Regions from separate parts of the Canis lupus genome. Here region 2 is linked to region 1. A link is a contact called in public Hi-C data. All regions are on one chromosome and are shown on one strand. The core of a region is the stretch at or near the end of the contact, and the rest is flanking DNA. Distances in the headings are between cores, read along the strand shown. Region 1 overlaps RUNX1T1 (protein CBFA2T1). Region 2 has its middle 280 kb from the start of CIBAR1.

Region 1 (3,272 bases), core at 13-2,512:
GTCATGTTCGAGGGGTCTGATAGCATTAATGGGCTTTACCCCACATGGAGCTTTGAGCTTATTGTAGCACTGCACACTGATCCCAGGTCAGTGTGATGCGTGAAATCAATTTATTTGAATCTCTTTGCCTCTATAGGAATTTGGCAGCATGCCAGTTGTTTTCATTTAATGTTCTTTGTGTTGAACACAGACAAGCAGGCATGCTTTTGTATCCCTCTCTCCTTTGGTCTCTGTCTCTTTCAGCCAATATTTTACTCTATGGATTTTGAGATGAAGGAAGAATATATTATTTATGTGATTCTAATCATTGCTTAATGTGTGTGCGTATGTGCGTGTATAAGTGTCCCACTTTCATTTCTTCTGAGGGATATTGTGTGCGTGTGTTTTATATATATATATATATATATATATATATTCCTGAGTTTTGCTGGTGACTTTCTTTCTTTGTATACAAATAATACAGTTTTGTTTAAATGAGGTTTTTCGAAGAAACCTCCCAAACCAGATCATAGGTGGTATTTACGTGCCATGAGACCTATTATCAAAAACTGAAAATGACAATATATTAATTGTACAACACACAGCACATGTTTCATCTGTGAACTGAACTATCAAAACCATGTCTTGGGGAGCTTTTTAAAATTTTTTTTGATTTGCAGATTTACACTTTATTCCAGCACGCGTGCAAAAGAAAACCAGGATTATTATTTGGATGTTGTTTCCTTTGAATAACCCCCTCTTAAATCAAGGCACCAGTGTTCTGCATAGATTGTGACATTGAATTTTTACAAAGTTCCTGCATGAGGTTCATTTTTATTGTTTTCTTTTTAAAATCCAGGGGTTAGTGACAGGGAACAGCCACAGCACAGAGGGTTTTTTTTTTTTTTTTTCTTTTTTTCTTTTTTGTGACAAATAGACTCAGACCTTGCTGTGGATGTTTTTGTAGGGAGGATTTGTTTCTGGGTCAGCTTTAGGAAGAGGTGGAGAAGGAAACAGAGAGAGAGAGAGAGAGAGAAGAGAGAGAGAGCAGAGAATGTTCTGTTGATGCCCCGGGCAGTTCTTGCGGAAGTTGATATGCAGAACCACGGAGCCACAGCTTCAGGGTCAGGCTCAGACCCAGAGCCCTGCTTCCTTGTTTAATTACCTGAAGAGCAAAACAGTCAGGCTGGGAGTGTGTGAAAACCCAGTATCTCTTGCAGCCGCCTGGCGCTCTGACATCCTGCAAGGCCAGCCCTGTCTGTCCGCCAGCGTCAGGCTGGCTCCCGCCCTGGGTTCCTTTCTTTCTGGAGGCATTGTGTGCAAGAGGGTTTGGTCAGGAATTTGAGGTTCCTGCCAGTGCCGTGGCCCTGCTTTCTCCTCCTGGACTACCCCGACAGATACGCTTAATTTTTATTTTAATTTTATTTTTATTTTTTGGATGAATTTCAAAATCGGGCTCTTTCATTTTACACCCTGGCCTGGCTCTGAAACATTGTGACCGGCAGCAGCTCTTAACCCGTGGGGAGCTGCTCCGAGCCCATGGGTCCTTCTTCTCCTGGGGCTGGTTATCTGGTGTCTGAGATCAGGCTCCCTAGGAGCTCAGTGTGGATCTGGTGGTGCACAGGTGGTTTGGGTGAGGCAGTTTCAGCATCTTAATCCATCTGGGGGAACAGCCCATCTTTAAGCCAAGGTGATAGCACTTTTAAGTTTGGGGGGTGTTTGGTTTTTTGTTGTTGTTGTTCTCCCCCCCCCCTTGGGGCCTGGGAATTTGAATTTGGCCTGGAACACTTGCTGGGGGGAAAAGCAACACCCCCTGATGAAGCTGGAGGTGGGGCGAGGAATCCTATCTGGACAGCGATGGGTGGCCGAGTTGAGGACAGTGCAGGATAAAGAATTCCTGGGGATGCTTGCAGGTGCAGCCATCCGGGAGAGCCCAGAGTCCACCCGGCTGTCCTCTCCCGGGGGGGACGCCCAGCACGCTCTCTATCCCCCGTGTGGGCCGGTGAGATGTCTGCACGCCGGGTGGGGGTGCAGAGGGGGCCTTGGCCGTGGGGTTTCTTGCAAAGGGAGGGGAAGCGGGGGGGACTCTCTGTGTGGAGATTGGGTTTTTCCAGCTACTTCCGTCGGATTCTGAGCCACAGACTGGAGGGCATCTGCCCTTCGGGATGCACAGATGTGCGTGCGGCTGATGTTAAGGGGGTGGCGGGGAGACCTCTGCAGGTGTGCAGCAGCCCGGCCCGGGGAGCTGCGTCCAGTCTTCGCAAAGCAGGAAAGGACCGGCCCTCGTGGGGAAGGGGTTGGGGCAGCGCCGGGGCTGCAAGCTTCCCTCCCCTCTTGCGCTTAACCGGAGGTAACATCGCTACTTTGTGCATTTACGTACCACTCGGGCCAAAAGTACATGATCATTTAAATAATTGGACCAGCCCGGGGCATCCTGCGAGGGGGCTGGCACCCCGGGGCCTGGTGGGCACCCGCGGGGACAGCCCTGCTGGAAGCCTTGCGTGCATCCCGGGCCCGCGCGTGTTTATTTACACGTCAGGCCGGTGCCTTATCTTGCAGGGCGCTCCTCGTTGCCACATCCACACACATGGGGAGGAAAAAAAAATAATAAAAAGAAAAGATCCACAAATAAGCCACAGTCAACACTTAACCGGGGACCTCCTGCAGGTGGCAGACGCTGGGCACCTTCCTATCAAGCCTCAACTTTTTGGTAGTTGTGTCCAGCTGGAGCTTGCTGAAGTGCAAGTCACATTGGTGCCACTTGCCGCATGAAGCCTTGGCAGCCGGGAGCGTCGAATGTGAGAAACGCTTGGGGGACCCGGAGAAGTGAATGGAGAAAGTTGTGGTTTGCAGGTGGCGTCGGGAGTCACAGAAGAAGACGGGAGGCAGCAAGCGGGGCTGGTGCCTTGCGCAGACGTGCACACTCAGCACGGAGTGAAATGGCAAGGAAAAGAAAAAAATAGATGTGTGCAGGAAGAAAAGGGGAGGAGGCGAGTGACTCTAGAGAAAAAAAAAAAAAAAAAAGAAGGGGAAAAGAAACCCTATCCTATTGGCGACTGTGGGCCGAGCCTGGGATGCCAACAGGATATTCACTGCATACAAAAGTCATGGGATCCCAGAATTTTTTTTAAAGATTTATTTATTTATTTATTTATTTATTTATTTATTTATTTATTTATTTATTTATTTATTTATTTATTCATGTGAGAGAGAGAGAGAGAGAGAGAGAGAGAGAGAGAGAGGCAGAGACACAGGCAGAGGGAGAGGCAGGCTCCATGCAGGGAGACTGATGT
Region 2 (3,573 bases), core at 458-2,957, 1.1 Mb before region 1:
TTCCTTAGGTCTTTGAAAGAGAGGTGTTACAAGAGAGTCAAGGCAGGAGGCTTTTTATGCAAGGTGTTGTCTGCATTTACATTTACACCTCCATTTTTTTGAAATTAAATATGGCATTCTTTGGCTCTGACGAGGAGCACCATTCATCAGTAGGCTCTCAATCAAAAATACAATTTTCATGGGTTCCAGGAATGCCTGGAAGCTCAAGACCTGGTATGGGACTAATGTGACTGGGCTCATGCGACACAGGGTGTTCTGGATGGGTGTTCAACAGACTTGGGTTCCAACCTACAGCTGTCACGAAGCGGCTGTGTCAACCCTGGCAGGAGATTGCTCTCCCTCAGCTTCCTCACTTGCAAAAATAACACCCTTTTCTGATCACCTCAAGGGCAATAAAACTAAGGAAGACGTGAAAGTATTAGGATGATACCAAGCATTATTTGCATGTAATATGTGCTACCGGTGATTTTTGAAAATGGGACGAGATCATCCCAAACTCTGGATAATTGCAGTCGCATTAACACAATGCAATACGGATTATTGCAAGAGTAAAGAACCTCATTGTCCCCATTGTTCTGAATCCAGCGTTTTGTCATTAAATTTTGATTATCTTCCTGGTTGAGTATTAAAGCAGCTACGAGACAGCCATTTCTCCAAGTGCTTTGTTCCTAAAAAGTACCCTCAGATGGAAGATGCATTTCATTCTTGGAGAAAATATACATACTTGTGACCCCAGAGTGTTTTCTCTCATGAAGCTTGTCCGGGAATCCGCAGATAAAATATACAGCGTGCTAGCCGCACATTTTTTTTTTTTTTAGGGTCCCCTGAACCATCTTAACATTCTCACATCTATGACCAGATTTCCCAAGTGGTATCAGCCTTCAATTATGCTTTCCTTGATTTTTTCCGCTTTCCAAATGCAAATGACTGTTTATCAAAGCAGTGAGCATATAGATGACAAGAGAAAGAAGATCGATTGCATTGAGATCTGTTGCTTTGGAGAATTCTTCATTTAAATTGGATTAGTAAGATGGAACTTCCATTTTCTCTCTGAGAGTTGCAGAGCCGGCCCTGGCAAGTAGACTTGAAGCAAGGTCACCTGGGAAGGCCAACAGCCCAAAGGATCTGGGATCATCTTGGTGATGGCTACTGGAGGCGCATGGGGGTCAGTTACTGTAAAGAAGAAAGGACTTAGGCAAGGACCATAAGGGGTGGGAGAAATGACAGGGTGTCCCCTTAATTAGGTGAAATGGAGTTAAAACAAATTTCTCTATCCCTGAAGGGAAGAAAAGATTAAAAAAGAAAAAAAAAAAAGCCACATGGTTTTTGTTTTTAACAGCAGACAAAGACCAAGTAGGCAGAGAGAGGCGATTATATGCCACTTCTCTCCCCTTCCTTTTCATCAGCCATGACCTTTCATTATTCCAGTTTGGCCAACTGTAGGGATCAAGCCAAGGCATGGGCTTATTTCCAAGGCTTATTTCCAGGTCAGGTCTTTGGAGGGGTTTAGGATCCCCTACGTTTCCCTTGGAAGCATTCCGAACCTGTGATGCCTTCATGGCACATGGTCTGGAGCATGGCACGGTGTAATAAGAAGCTCTCTGGCCTGCGGAGGATGGAGCACAGAGGTGGTTGTAGCCAGAGAGGAAGGCTGGGGGTGCAGAGGTGGCATTTGGGGGCTCCGAGTGCAGGTGCCCACTGGGATAGAGACAGGGGTTGGAGCAGAGGTCAGGAGGGTGAGGGACTCACACCTGAAGGAGCACGAGGGGGCCTGGAACCAGCACGATGTGGTCGTGGATTCCAGTGAGTAATGTCACTGTCAGAAGCTCAGGCTCTCCATCTCCAGAAGGACAGAAGGAAAAGGGTTACCTTTAGGAATGTTGGAAGAAACAAGTGAGATGCTAGATATAAAAAGCATTTTGTCCAAATCATCAGATCATGTGCAAACACAAAGGACTGTTGGGGTTGGATGTGAAGCTGGCACAACTTTGGAAGTAGGGAGGGCAGCCCGCAGGGTCCTCTGAAGTTTGCAGTCATGGCACCCCTCCCTGCTGGGCCCCTCAGGCTCATCGGTGGGCAGTGGGCAGTGGGTTTCTGCACTGCCCGGCTCTTCCCAGCACCCCTGGGTGGGGGCGGACCTCACACGGAGTCCCATTTTCATAAAGCAAGGATCGTGAGCACTAAGCTCATATGAAAAAAAAAAAAAAACTGCTTAGGGATAGAACTTTCTGGGTATAATCTTCGAACCTTGGCCTCAGGAAAGTGACCCTGCCGAACACCCCATTCGTGAAAGAAGCAGACCTTAAAACATTTTCACAAAAGCAGAAAATATTATCATCCCAGAGACAGACACCATAAGGACAGCGTTAGGATCTGCGGTTGGTTGGATTTCATAAAATGAAGACCATCAAACCGGAGGCCTGTTTGTGGAGTGGAGGCATGATTGTATTTTTAGTTTTCTTAACTAAATAAATCCATCAGTTGACAAAGAGGAGAGGGGAGTGGATTAGACAGAGAAGTTATGATTGAAGACTTGAAGGCAGGGTCAGCTAGAGATGCATTGATCACAGTCTCATTAGTCCTGGAACAGAAACAAAAATGAATTTGAAATGTGGAGAGGGGGTGGGCGAGGATAGATAAGGGACCAAAGGGAAATATGGGTGCATTTTCCAACAGTGTGATTCATAACACATGGATGAGCTCAGACACGGAGATGCAATTCTTCGCTTGAATTCCTGACAGATTCGGAGCCAGGGTAAAATGTTAGCCATCCCATCCCTCTTTCTCCTGGTCTTTCTAGGAAAGCACCCTGAAATCCTATCTAAGGCATAGAAGAGGGGTTCTACTCCTGAAAGGATTAGTAATGTCTGCGAGACTGCAAAATATATTGCTGAGTAAAGCTGGAGACAGTTAAGGGTGCTGGAGGGACGGACAGTGGGAAAGCTTCGGACACTCTTCCTCTTGGCAGGTCATTTCTCTGATTAGGATATTAGGAAACCTATATTAGCTGTAAAAGAGATCTAGAGAGGAGCGATTGTGTATCTCACTAAATTAGGGGTGAAGCTGATCAGAAGATTTAATATTGGGAGAAGCTGAATCATTGGTGCAAAATCAAGGGAAGTATTATGAAAAAAAATTTTACTTTTATTATGAAAATTTTAAAGTTCGTCTTCAAGGCCTTCATCAGCTACCCCACTGTCCTGTGTCTTTTCAAACTGCCTCCCTCATTATGTCTCATTTGCTTAGAAAATTTAGTTTCATTCCCCCCATGAATCTTCCCTTTCTTGCCCACACGACATTCTTTCTTGCTCACATGGTTTCCTGTGCCTGCCTCCTTGGTTCTCTTTCACTTCTAGTCCCATGACATCCTTCAAGATCTGGCGGGAAGCTTTCTTACAAGGTCTCCTTGAGGAATTCTAGGGCTTGGGGGAGCCTAGCAATGAACACTTCTCTTCTCCACCTTAGTTCTGAACCAGTTGAGAAGTAGAAACCGGACAGATGAAGCCCCAGATGCCATCTTTACTCTGACAAGGTGGGAGAATGTGGCAGGTGGGTCTTATAATGTAGACTTGG

The links. A called contact is a pair of places that touch in the nucleus more often than the background predicts.
Region 2: a contact with region 1 is called in a Hi-C map of skin fibroblasts, with 2.1 times the contacts expected there. The contact joins two enhancer-like sites. A contact is called at or near these places in 2 of 9 Hi-C or Micro-C datasets (amygdala and skin fibroblasts).

Annotation. Positions count from the first base shown.
Region 1 is chr29:37,906,196-37,909,467 of UU_Cfam_GSD_1.0, reverse strand. The region is part of intron 4 of RUNX1T1 (protein CBFA2T1); the gene reads left to right. Among named protein-coding and RNA genes, the nearest start is that of RUNX1T1, 24 kb to the left of the region's middle. Within about 2 kb of position 1,262, at least 9 of the 20 cell types and tissues checked have an H3K27ac peak or open chromatin away from gene starts, as enhancers often do.
Region 2 is chr29:38,975,350-38,978,922 of UU_Cfam_GSD_1.0, reverse strand. No RefSeq gene overlaps it. Among named protein-coding and RNA genes, the nearest start is that of CIBAR1, 280 kb to the left of the region's middle. Within about 2 kb of position 1,707, at least 2 of the 20 cell types and tissues checked have an H3K27ac peak or open chromatin away from gene starts, as enhancers often do.